2 separate regions of the Ovis aries genome follow, and region 2 is linked to region 1. Evidence: chromatin contacts called from public Hi-C data. All regions are on one chromosome and are shown on one strand. Each heading gives the region's core, a stretch centred on a gene start, on an enhancer-like site or on the middle of the called end of the contact. The rest is flanking DNA. Distances are from core to core; before and after follow the strand shown. Region 1 overlaps TK2 (thymidine kinase 2). Region 2 holds the start of CMTM3 (CKLF like MARVEL transmembrane domain containing 3).

Region 1 (6,571 bases), core at 2,603-5,102:
TAGAATCTGCAGATTATTTAGTCTATTGAGTCTACTAAATTGATTCTAGTATAGTTTCAGAACTGCTAAATATATCCCTATGAGAAATACTTTGAATAACTGTATTTCAGCACTTAACGTGAAGTGACTTTTACCTCTACTCCTCTTGTGTCCTATCTAGATAGTTTTCCAGGGTTACTTCAGTTAGCTCTTCCCAGCACCTTCACTGTGGTCATTACTCGCTCGTGCTTGATCGGTGTTTGCATTCCATCTTCCGTTCCCCTTCCATCCTAGTCAACTGTTTGTTTGGGGCGGGGTGGTATGTGAGACATTACTATGGTTCTAAAGTCAAGAGTTACCCAAAATGATTTATTCACTGAGTACATTCCCCTCTCATCCCGGCAACCCTGAACCCATTCAATTTTCTTTCTTTCCAGCCTTTTCCCACCAACCTGCATATTTTCTGGATTATCTTTCCTGTCCGCCCTATACATCAGTGTATTTTCCTTAGGCTAGCATACTCCAGTACTCTTGCCTGGAAAATCCCATGGACAGAGGAGCCTGGTGGGCTACAGTCCATGGGGTCGCGAAGAGTCAGACACGGCTGAGCGACTTCACTTTCACTTTTCACTTTCATGCATTGGAGAAGGAAATGGCAACCCATTCCAGTGTTCCTGCCTGGAGAATCCCAGGGACGGCGAAGCCTGGTGGGCTGCTGTCTATGGGACTGCACAGAGTCAGACACGACTGACGCGACTTAGCAGCAGCATACTCTAGAAACTCATTTGGACACTACTTTCTTCCCTGAACAGCATGTCCTGGAAATCTGTATCACATCTGTTCGGAGAGCACCTTCTCATTCTACTTCACAGCTGCATGCTGCTCCACTGTATGGATGTACCATGGTTTATTTAGCCACTCTCTTACATAAGAGCCTTTCGGCTGTCTTCAATATTCTGCGGTTACGAGCGATGCTGCAGTAAACAACCTTGTGCGTATATATTTTCGCATCCTAGAAGCAGGGTTGCTGGATCAAGATGTATGTACATATGTAGTTTGTCAGGTGTGGTCAAAATTTCCCTCTAGAGGTGTTGTACAAACTTGCATACTCACCAGTAATGTATGAGTGTCCCCCACAGCCGCAACAACAGAGCGTGTTGAGATGTGCGTACAACAGAGCGTGTCGAGATGTGTGTTTCTCTGCCAGTCTAGTAAGTATCTCGGTCTTCTTTAATCGCTGTCTTAGTCTGTTCAGGCTGCTATAACGGAATACCAAAGGCTGAGGGCCTTATAAACAGCAGACATTCAAATCTCAGGGTTCTGGAGGCTGGTAGCCCAAGACCATGGTGCCAGCATGGCTGGGTACTGGTGAAGGTCCTCTTCCAGACTGCAGATCGCCTATGTCCCCCTGTTCCCTCATATGGTAGAAGGGGCTTGGAACCTCTGTGGGGGTCTCTTACCAGAGCACTAATCCCAACTGAGAGGGGTCCACCTTCATGACCTAATCATCCTGCTCCTAAAGTCCCTCTTCCTCACACCATCACCTTAGACATTAGGTTTTCAACATATGAATTTGGGGGAGACACGAATATTTAGACCATAGCATCTATATTTCTCTGAGTGAATTCGAGTATTTTTCCTATCTTTCAGTGCCACTTTAATATCTCTTTTGTAAATTGTCTGTTTGGATAGTTTCCTCATTTTTCTATTGGAGTTTTGGTTGTCTATTTTTAAGAATTCTTCTAGAATATTAATCCTTTGTGATACGTTTTGAGTATCTTCTCCATGTCGTCAGATCTCTTTTGACTTTGTTTTCTCACGGCTTTTGTCATAGACATGTTTTAGCCAGATTTATCCATCTTTTTATTGCTGGATTTGGAATCAGTTACAAAGTTCTCCTACCTTGAGGTTTCAAAGCATTCATTCTTATGGTATGTGCACGGTTTCATTTTCTTACATGTAGATCCCTAAGCCACCTCGAGTTCATTCTTGGGTATGGTGTGGCGTATGAGCCATCTTTTTACAAATGATGACTCTGTCGTCTCAGCACCATTTATTTAAAAATCCATCTTTTCTCCCAGTTCTGGGCCCTTTGAGATGCTATAGCTCCTGGTTCTCTAACTTTAGGCCGTCTGAATCCTCTGATGGGCATGTTAAGGCATGGTCTGCAGGGCCTGCCCCCAGAGTTTCTAATACAGTGGGATAATCATTGAGATGCCACCTTTATCATGTACTTACATCTACTTCTGGGCTTCCTAGTCTATCCCACAGGTCTATTCATGCACCGGTACCACACTGTTTTAATTATAGACGTTTTATAGTATGTTTCAACATCTAGATCCCTAAAGGTAAGATTTATTTAAAACTTAGCACTTGCCCATGCTCTGGGCCCCTTCCACACAACAGGCCAGTTATCCTCACACCAGAAGTGAGCAATGCTCCCATTTGACAGATAAGATAAACCAGCACTCACAAGATTCAGTAACGCATCAAGTTTTCATGGGAATTCCTGGATGTCCACTTCTAGAAAACCTAAAGCTACAAGAAGTGGTCCCTCAAAGCATGCTTCCTGACCAGCAGCCTCATTATCACCTAGATAGCCGTTAGAAAATAAATTCTCAGGCACATCCCAGATCCACTGTATTAGAAACTCTAGGGACAGGCCCTGCAGACCATGCCTAACATGTCCATCAGAGGATTCAGACGGCCTTAAGTTAGAGAACCAGGAGCTACAGCATCTCAAAGGGCCCAGAACCGGGAGTCATCAGCAGCTGCAGGCACCCTAAAACAGCGCTTACCAACATGCGTTCCAAGGAACACTCACACACCTGGAAGTTAATAACCCCCTAAATGAGGGGTCCTGCTGTCAAATAAGTCTGAGAGTCCCTGACTAAAGCAAATTTCAGAAGGCATTTTTATTGCAGGACTTCCTGACTTTACCTAGGCTAACGTACTTTGTGTAGCTCAGAGAGAGTACCCAGGTGGTGGATCTCAAATTTGCTGGACTACAAATCCTTCTTTTCCCAGAGTACCTATTATTACTATGTCCCCAGACACGTGTTCCGTGAACCTGTCTTGGAGAAGAAAAAGCCAAAAGATGCAGAAATTGAAGAGGACAGCATTAAGTGCTAATACCCATTCTGATCCCACAAGCTTGGCTTTCTCCTAGCTTCTGTTTAATGACAGCTTTGGCCAAGTTCACCACCTTACGGAAACCAGAGGAACACGGAATTTACCCCAGCCTCAGGGGGGCCACAGGGTTGAGGTTATTAAGAAAAAAAAGTTGTGTTCCATTGACCCTGGCCTTTGGTAAGTGAGTAATCCACTGCCAAAGCCCAGAGGCACTGGGGGCAATATAATTGTTATTAGATTCTCAATGATGGAGGCCTGACATTTCCAAGAGCTTGTCAATTATTTTAATAACTGTTAACTCTTCAGGGTGCAGAGGCCAAGGGAACAAGTGTTACTCATTCTACAGATAATGTTAAGCATTTGACATGAGCTCCCCCACCCGGCTCCAGGAAAATGAGGGTGATGCAGATTTGATAGATAGCATCCAGGGGTAGAGAGGTTTTGAAAACACCTCCTACCTGCTCTAAAGCAATAAATACCTCAATCCTGCCTTCCCCAGGTGGGACGCTGGGAGTCTGCAGGAATCCCAGAAGTGTCTCAACCATGCACTCCCCAGGCAGGGAGGCACTTCTCATCGAGGTGAGGGGTTCTGGTGGAAAGGAGGGAGGAATGGGAAAAACCGGCTGGGTGACATCATTTCCCAGAGTCCATGTTTGGCAAGGGGCTCCTGAGAGCTCCACTGTGGGATCCCACTGGCCAGCGCTGAGGACATCACAGCAGCAGGCAGTGAGGGTGGGTGATGTGAAAGCAGAAGGGAGGGGAGGAGCCCAGAGGCACCGCGGAACTGAAACCAGACCGTGTGGCCCAGCCCTCCCGCTTGCCTGTCCCCCACCTCCGAGGTCTCCAGCAAAGTCCACTTAGAACGTTCCAGCTTATCTTAGTTGTGCAAAAGTCACCATCCACATCTGAATTTAGGTGTGAATGGTGGGGGAGAGAGGGCAGTGTGTCCAATGCCAACACTAAACAGAACAGGAGCTCCAGAGCCATCTGGACAGTAAGGCCCCTGGAGGAAGAAAGCCTCAAACCAGGAAGTCAATCTGGGAACAGAAAGACAGAAAGAGCCTGGGACCCGACGGTCTTGAGCCACCACACCAGCCCTGGACCACCCACAGCTGCACTTCTATGTGAAGGAGATACATACTTCTATCTTTTGGGGGTTTTTTTATTCACATTTCCCCCCAGTACAGATGCTCAAATTGAGCTGTGGGGAAAACTGGACCATTCATCTGCAAAGTCCCAAAGCTGGTCCCGGCATGTCCAGGTGACTGGTAGCAGCGGCCGTGGTTCCTGCTGGTCCATCACTGGCGTCTAGGCTGAGACACATCCCCGCCTGTGCAACTGGCCCAGGATCGGTCCCTCCACGAAGGGCCAGGAGGCAGAGTGCTGCCCTCCGAGCGCTGCCTCTGAGCCCGGGCCACCAGGGGCACCTGTCACCAGCTTACATCGGCGAGTTGCGTGCACACGTGCCTCACTCACATGAAGGCCGAGACGAGGCCTTCCAACCTTCAGGCACACCGACCACCACTCAGGAGAGGCCGAGGCCTGTTCCCCCAAGTTCATGATCAATCCACACCCCCACGTCCGCACACGGCCTCTGGAAGCTCTCTCCACCCACGTCCGAAGTTCAGGAGCTCCAGTGCTCCAAGAGCCTTTGCTTGCAAGCCCCATCCCTCCCGTGCAGATTGTCCTCGGAGAGAATGTTCTTCCTGTCTCTTGCTGCTACTTGACTCAGGAGGCAGCTGTGCCTTTGATGCACTGTTACAGCTGAACACAGCTAAGACAGTCTGAGCTAATAAAGATGGTTCACAGTCTGTGGCCCGCGATGTCCCCTTGGATGGAAAAACATTTCAAAAAGACTTAAGGCCACTGGTGTCTCTCCCCTGGGCCACAAACTCAGAGAAACTCCAAAGGTGAAGCTCATCACGCAAGCCACTAAGGAGGGAGGGAGCCTCAGAAGCCAGGCTGGCAGCCCCTTGCCCCAGCGTGACACCGGGCACACCAGCCCGGGGGGGCCACAAGCCACTGCCCTGACAGGTCATCAGCAGCCGCTCAAGCATGACCTCTGTCACCGAGGAGACCAAGCACCATTCAGGAGCCAGTGCGTGCCTCCCCTAAGTCAGGAAGTCCTGACGAGGTGGTAAGTACCGTATCAGCCTCACGCTAGAGAAGGGATGAACCCTGGGCTCAAGCCAAACGTGGCACAATTTTGTGAAAGTCAAGAAACGCCAACTGCCCTCAAGGACGGCTCAAAGCATGAGAAAGAGATGACGCCAGCTGCACACACAGCTGGCCCCCCCCTCGCGCGTCTGAGGGTCCCCAGTAGGCAAGGCGGGGCTCTGGGGTGAGGCAGCCTGGGGCAAGAGCTGGGCTGGGAGTCGCAGGAGTCTGAATGGTGCTGACTCCACTGTCACTGGCTGTGTGGCCCCGGGGAGCCTCTTAGTCTGTCTGAGCTTCAACTTCCTCCCCTGGGACGGAAGACCACTACCTCGCCCTCCTGGATGGCCTGAAGGGCTAGAGACCATAAGCCCAGCACAAGTCAGGCTAGCCTTCCCTAGCCTAGAAGGACCCAGCAGTGGGAAACCACCAGGAGACGCACCAGGGGAATGCAAGGCTGTGCCACCAGAGGGCATGGCAAACCCATTGGTCCCATTTACCCACGAGGCCCAGGATCCCAGGATGAAGACACTGGGAAAGGAGAGAAGGCCAGAAGGAAGACAACTGTGGGCAGATACAAAGCCCTCCTGAGAGTGGAGTTTTCCAAACTGCTCCTAATAGCTAACTTGGCGGCAGCAGGCATTTCTCAGGCACGATCTTTCCTATCCTATGGACCAAGCTTCCGATTCTCCAGAGTTAGGATTCGGTGCCGGTTTTTTTCAAAGAGTTCTAACATTTTCTGCATGTTGTGGTCGGCCTCGATCACCTGGAAATGAAACACAGGGGTCACAGGGCTGCACCTGACCTCAACATCCTCCTCCCTTCACAGAAGGAGAGACAGACAGAGGCAGGCAGGATGAGGCAGGGAAAGGCACAGAAGCCCAAGGTCACAGGCAGGAGAACAAGCAAGTCAGGACCAAGCTACAACCAGTTCTAGGTCAATCCACATTCTCAACCGTATTTTCACTTAAGAACCCAGGACAGTCATCTGAGAATGAATTTTTTTCTCATCATTTTCTATCACCTACTTTTCTATAAAGAGGGGAAAAAATAAACTCTCTAGAAAAATCCAGTAGAGTAAGATCTCACTTTCCAGCAACCTCACTGCCTGGAAGAGCCGTGAGCACAGTGTGTGAGCAGCCCAGACAGATGTCCCCAAGGCCAGGCACACTAGTGGGCACACAGCCCTCCCTCGGTTCCCACGCTGCTCACACACTCCGAACAGTTCACGGGACCCATCTGCCCGCCTGGAGAAACTCTGAGCAGGAGCAAATCAGAAAATGAGGGCGAGGGAAACACTGACTGG
Region 2 (6,571 bases), core at 1,778-4,277, 100 kb after region 1:
CCATCACCCCCATCAAAATAAAGAACATTTCCAGCACCCCAGAAAGCTTCCTCATGCCCCCAGGTAACTACAGATCTGACTTTTGTCACCATAGGTTCATTTCACCTGTACTAAAATCCCACCAAAACGGATTCAAAAGTATCATCCCTTCGAGTCTGACTTTCTTAATTCAACACAATATTTGCAAAATGCATCCATATTGTTGCATGTGTCAATCATTTATTTCTTTTTATCCCTGAGAAGTATGCCATTGCATAAACATCCCATGGTTAGTTTATTCCTTTACCTGCTGATGGACCATGGGTGATTTCCAGTGGGAGCTATTAAAAATAGGCCTACTATAAACATCCGTCTACAAGCCTTTGTAGAGACGTGTGCTTTCATTTCTCTTGGGTAAATACCTAGGAGTAAAATGGCTGGGTCATATGGTAGATCTCTGTTTCACTGTTTTTTTTAAGTTTTTTATTTAATTGAAAAAAGTTAATTTACAATGTTTTTCTGCTGTACAGGAAAGTGATTCAGTTATACACACATGTATATATTTTCCATGTTGGTTTCCATTATATTTATTAAAGGATATTGAATATAGTTCTCTGTGCTGCACAGTTGGACCTTGTTTGCTTATTCTCTAGATAATAGTTTGCACCTGCTAATCCCAACCTCCCAACCCATTTCTCCTCCACCCCCTTGGCAACTACCAGCTTGTTCTCTATGTCTGAGTCTGTTGTGTTTCATAAATAAGTTCATTTCTGCCATAGTTTAGACTCCATATATAAGTGATATCATAAGATATTTGTCTTTCTCTTTCTTACTTTGTTCAGTATGAAAATTTGTGGGTCCATCCATGTTGCTACAAATGGCATTATTTCATTCTTCTTATGGCTGAGTAGCATCCCACTGTATATATGTACATCTTCTATATCCATTCCTCTGTTTAACTTTTTAAGAAACTGTCAAGCTGTCTTCCAAAGGGGGGATAACAATTGCCACCCTTATCTGTGTCTGACAGTTCCAGTTGGTTCACATCCTCACCAGCACTTAAATAGCAGCATCCCCTTTTACAAAACCATTTTGATAGGAGTATAATACAATGTGATCTCATTGTGGCTTTAATTCACATTCTAAGATGTCTAATGATATCGAACATCTTTTCATGTGCTTCTTGGATGTTCATATACCTTTGTTGAATTGTCTGTTCAAATCTTTGGCCCATTCTTTAAACTGGATTGTCTTCTTCTTACTGAGTTAGTATTGAATAGTGTTTAATTAACACAGATCAGAACCAGGTCATCCTCTATTCTAATCTTCACCTGACCACCTCCCAGAGAATTTGGAGTAAAATCTAAACCCCAAGGCCTGGTCTTCTACAGTCTGGCTCCTCCTCTTGTGTGATTAGCTCTTAGCTCAGTCCTTTCTTCCACACAGGCTGCTTGGCTGCTCTTCCAACCAGCCACTCATTTATTACTAGGAATCATCGTACTCAGGATTCTCTGGACACCTTTAGTGTTTACCCACCCACCCTGCCCCCTCAAACAAATCTGGGGTTTCCCTGCCTCTTGGGCTTCTAGCACTGGTGTGGAATGAATAAATAAATGACCCAATGACTCTTACCTAGCTGGGAAGGTCCGGAAGTCTCCTTTGAGACAGTGACAATGTGGTTATGATCACAGAAGAATAAAGAGGAGTTAATCAGATAACATTTCTCTTCCTTGTTATCTGATTCCAGGCAGAGGGGTCAACATTTACAAAGATCCCTTTGCAAGAAGCAGCATGGAAGAGATAATCAGCTCTACAGGTGGGAGAGACAGAGGAAAGGGTAGCAAGGGGCTCTTTTTACTCTATACCAAGACCCTAAACAAGATGGGAAGCTATCAAGGTCTTTGCAGGTGAGGAGAATGGAAGCAACTGTGACGGATGACTTAAGCATCCCTCTGTGGGCCAAGAGAGGAAGCAGAGAGGCCCCCTAAGGCACCCTCACAGGACTTCCCTGGTGGTCCAGCGGTTAAGACTGCTTTCCAGGGCAGGGGGTGCGGGTTTAATCCCTGGGTGTGGAACTAAGATCCCACATGCCAAAAAAGTAAAAAGGAAAAGAAAAGACACCCTCACAACAGTCCAGGAAGGAGAGAGGAGTTGTCTGAAGTCTAGTGGAGGCTGTGGTGGTTAACACGTGGACATAGATAGAAGAAAGCTTAAGGAGGTGAAGACGGGAGTGGGGGGGGGGGGGGGGGGTGGTCTGGCTCTTGGGGTAGAAGGGCAACTGGCACTGCCCATTGCAGAGGCTCAGGGGTATTAAAAATGTCTTGGGTGGGATCTTGGTCACACTGAACTCCATGGAGACGTGTGTGTGTGCTGTGTAGGGGCTGGGGCTCCGAGCTCTAAGTTTGGGAGTCCTCCCAGATGAAGATGCCTGTGTGGCATGGGGGGCGGGGGGCGCTGCCGAATCCAGGGCTGGGGCAGCCAAAGAAGAAACTCCAGGAGGCTGGGCAGGCCAAAGAGGGGTGCGGTGGCCACTGGAGAGAGACAGGGAGTGGGGCAGGGAGCTGACTGTGGGGGTCAAAGCCGCAGGAAGACAGAGTTTTCTCGCTCTTTGAAGGCCTAAGTTCCTGGGTCCCCAGCACGCATGGGCAGGAAGTTAGACGGGAGACAGCGAAAGCCGACAGTCTTCTGGGCAAGGAGGGGTGGTTTGAGAGCTCCGACGGAGTGTTGGGTGGCGGCAATAAGAAGGTCTCCGGCCGCCAGGACAGGGGTGAGGGGAGAAGGCGGGGGTCTGAGGAAGCCCCGGGCCAGCGCGGGCTGCAGGAGTGCGGGCAGCCGAGGTTCGAGGGGTAGGAGGGGCGGAGGAGGAGGAAGGCGGGCGGAAGAGGGGAGAGAGGAGAGGAGGGGGCAGGAGTCAGGGAGGAAGGCTGCAGGCGAGGAGGCGAGAAGAGCCCAGCAAGGGAGGAGGGGTGGGGCGGGGCGGGAGAGGGGGCGGAGCGGCAGGGATGCGCCCCCGCGCCCTGCGAGCCTAGCCCCGCTCTCCTTCCGCACAGTCGGGGTTTCCGCTTCCCTCCCGGGCGCAGAGTGAGAGGGAGCGAGGCCGAGCCTCAGCATCGGCCGCCGCCGCCGCCATGTGGCCCCCAGACCCGGAGCCCGACCCGGACCCCGAGCCCGCCGGCCGGTCCCAGCCCAGCGCGGCCCTTCCCGGGCTCCGTGCCCTCCTGCCGGCGCGCGCCTTCCTCTGCTCGCTCAAAGGCCGCCTCCTGCTGGCGGAGACGGTGAGTGCGGCGCCCACGGCCCCCTCCAGGCGGAGCCCGGCCCCCAGCGGCCGCCCCCGCCTGCAGCCCCCGGGCGTGGGGCTGGGGGCGCCGCCGTCTGCACGCCCGGCGTCCCGCCCGCCGGCCTCGCTCGCAGCCCCCCGAGTTGGGCTGAGTTGGGCAAACTTCCCCCCTTTGGGATGGGCTCGTTGAAGCTGAGCCGCGCGCTGGTCGCGGGCGATGCGGGGGCCTCAGGGGAGCCCGGGGAGGGGGCTCACCGACGCGGCGGCCGGACCCCGGGGAGCCCAGCCCGGCGCTGTGTGACCTCCGGCGCCTCCGCCCTCTCTGGGCCCCTGGGACGGGCTGCGTCCCCGCGTCTTCAGGCCTCCCTCACGGGCACCCCGCTCCGCAAAACCTCCCGCCACGCCCCGGCCGGGCCCGGGAGGCATCGGCCCTTCGCGACCCAGGGTGGGCCCACGGCTCCTGGGCTCGCTTCCTCGGACGCAAGGAGGACCGACCCGGCCTCGAGCTGCTGGGCGGAAGCCAGAGTGGAGTCCCGACAGCCGGGAGGGGCGACCCCCCGGGATTGGGTGAGGCCCTGGCCACAAGGTTGGGGGGCGCGCAGGAGCCTACCCCCACCCAGACTGCGGAGGGGCGGCCGGGGGGGATGACTTCATCCCCCTCTTCCCCGCCCTCGCTGGGATCCAGCGCCAGCCGTCCCACCCTCACTGAGCTCCTTCCTTCTTCCCGCACCCCCCACCCACGCCCGTCAGCCCTTTGTCTTCGGGACACTCTGAAAATCCCTCGCACTGTCGGCCTGTGGGGTTGGGGGTTGGAGCTGGCCTCCGTGGAGGGGTGGGAAGGGAAGGAAGACGCCTAGCGGGGAGGCGGGATGAGGCAGAAGCACTTGTTACTTGGATCTCCAGCAATTTGATAACCCCTGTCATTATTCCCACTTTGCAGACGGGAAAGCTGAGGCCCCAGCATCTAGGGGATTTGACCCGGATGAGTGGCAGGTCAGGTGACAGCATGGTTGAGAACAGCAGGGATCAAAGGAAGGACTCTGTCCCCACCTCTCTTTTGGGCTCCCAGGGGGCAGATGGCAGGCGTCGGTCCTACCGCCTCCTCCTGCCTCTGGGGTCAGCTCAGAGGTCACAAAGCCAGCACCTGTCCAACTCCCCACATGAGGCACCCGGATCCCGGACTCAGCTCACACTGCTGGGAGTCGCCTCCTGGTTGGCCACTTTGCAGACTGATAGGAGCCACATTTGTGGAGAGAAGCCTTGAGTCCAAGGCCCACTGAGGGGACCCCAAACACACCCGACTCAGGCCCTCCTCATGGGTGGAAGAGGGGTGGCCAGAGCGTAGAGGAGGCCCTTGGCAAAACTGGGCACCAAGATCCTAGGTCCAGGTGGATGAAAGGGGGGGAAGGACGGATGAGGGATGGGCACTGAAGAGGCAAGAGGAGCCAGTTGAGATCATTCTGCCTCTCAGGTCACCTCTGGCTGCCCCCAGGCCCAAGCAAGTGGGAGGCTGACATGGGCAGGAAGGGGGAGGAAGTTGCCACCAGGGATCTGGGGAATGAGGAACAGAATCAAAAGGGGGATCCCCAGAATCAGGCTCTGGGGGTAGGGGAAAGGAAAATGAGGGCCACCGATAACAGCCTTTGGCACAGGAAGTAGAGGATAGGGTTGGGCCAGAGTCCCGTGGTCTTGTCTTCTTGGGAGGCTCCAGCAGCCTCTCAGCACATCTCTGTGCCTCAGTTTCCCATCTGTTCAGGCTGGGCTCAGCTACCTCCATTGTCATGTTCAGAGCAGACGCCCGTGCTCTGCAGCTCATTTGTCTGAAGTCACCATGGTGCCCCCTGTGGGGCATCTGGGTGTCATCCCTCCCGAGCCCCCCTACCCTGCTCTGAGCTACTCAGCTATGGACGTGCTCAAACCCAGCCAGAGTGACCGAAACCAGGACGGAAAAGGGCCAGCAGCCACGGAGCAGGATTGCTTAAGAATTCCACATGTGGAGTCAGCCAGACCAGAGTTCAAATTCTGATGCCCTTTTATTAGCTGTATGACACTGAGCAAGCCACTTCATCTGTCTTAACCTCACTCTTCTCATCTGCAAAGTGGGCTGTGAACGGCACTGGGTGCACGGGTGGTGGTGAGGAGCTCTCACAAGCCTCGTCAGACCCTGGGCCCTGTGAACAGCCCCATCAAGCCTGTCTGCCCTTCCCAGTGCACGGTCTGCGGAACTAACCGGGCCTTGGCATCCTCCCGCATCAGTTGCCAATGCTGCAGAAAACATCTCATTCTCAATCAGTTCCTCATGACACCTTGCCCCTCCTTCCACAAAGGTGGGACCTGTGACGCAGCAGGGCATGCAGTGGCAATGCCACCACTCCCTCTCCCTCTGGATGTTTTTTCCTTATTATGAAAATTTGAAAATATACAGCAAAAACATATGCCCACCAATTATACAGTTGGTAACACATTGCCTTATTTGCTACTTACTTGCTCTCAAATCTCTTTGCGACCCGGCTGACTCTTTGCGACCCATAGTCCATGGCATTCTCCAGGCCAGAATACTGGAGTGGGTAGCCGTTACCTTCTCCAGGGGATCTTGCCAAAGTAGGTATCGAACCCAGATCTCCCACATTGCAGGCAAATTCTTTACCAGCTGAACCACAAGGGAAGCCCAAGAATACTCTAGTGGGTAGCCTATCCATCCCTTCTGCAGCAGATCTTCCTGACCCAGGAATCGAACTGGGGTCTCCTGCATTTCAGGTGGATTCTTGACCAACTGAGCTTTCAGGGAAGCCCCTCTCACATATCTCTCTGTCCATCAATCCATTTTCTTAACTTTTTTATACTTTATTTTTGGTTGCACTGGGCTGGCTTTCTCTAGTTATGGCGAGCAGAGGCTACTCTTCATTGCGGTGCATGGGCTTCTTGTTGTGGTTTTGCTTGTTGCTGGAGCACAGGCTCTTGGTGAATGGGCTTCAGTAGTTGGCAGCACACACAGGCTCAGTTGCTCCTTGACATGTGGAGTCTTCCTGGACCAGGGGTCAAACCAGTGTCCCCTGCATTGGCAGGCAGATTCTCATCCACTGTACCACCAGGGGAGTCCAATCCGTTTTATTTTTGGTGCATCCAAAGTAAATTGCAGACATCAGTACATTTCAACTCTTGAATACTTCAGCAGGCATATTATTAACTAAAGTGCCAGATTTGTATCCTGTTTTTCATGTAAATTCTTCATTCATTGAAAAGCACAGCTCTTGGGTTTGGGGTGTAATTTTCTCAAACTGGCTCTTGCTTAGTTGACTGCCTTTGAGAGAGTGT

The links. Hi-C and Micro-C count contacts between places; a contact is called where the count stands out from the background.
Region 2: a contact with region 1 is called in a Hi-C map of hypothalamus, with 3 times the contacts expected there. The contact joins the promoter of CMTM3 here to the enhancer-like site in region 1. A contact is called at or near these places in 7 of 16 Hi-C or Micro-C datasets (blood, hypothalamus, liver and 4 more).

Annotation. Positions count from the first base shown.
Region 1 is chr14:33,821,164-33,827,734 of ARS-UI_Ramb_v3.0, forward strand. TK2 (thymidine kinase 2) reads right to left here. Exons shown (of 9, transcript XM_060398371.1): 9 at 4,253-6,031. The coding sequence ends at 5,933. Among named protein-coding and RNA genes, the nearest start is that of CKLF, 28 kb to the right of the region's middle. Within about 2 kb of position 3,853, at least 5 of the 54 cell types and tissues checked have an H3K27ac peak or open chromatin away from gene starts, as enhancers often do.
Region 2 is chr14:33,921,654-33,928,224 of ARS-UI_Ramb_v3.0, forward strand. It overlaps CMTM3 (CKLF like MARVEL transmembrane domain containing 3), which reads left to right and starts at 3,028. Exons shown (of 4, transcript XM_060398374.1): 1 at 3,028-3,254. The coding sequence starts at 3,108.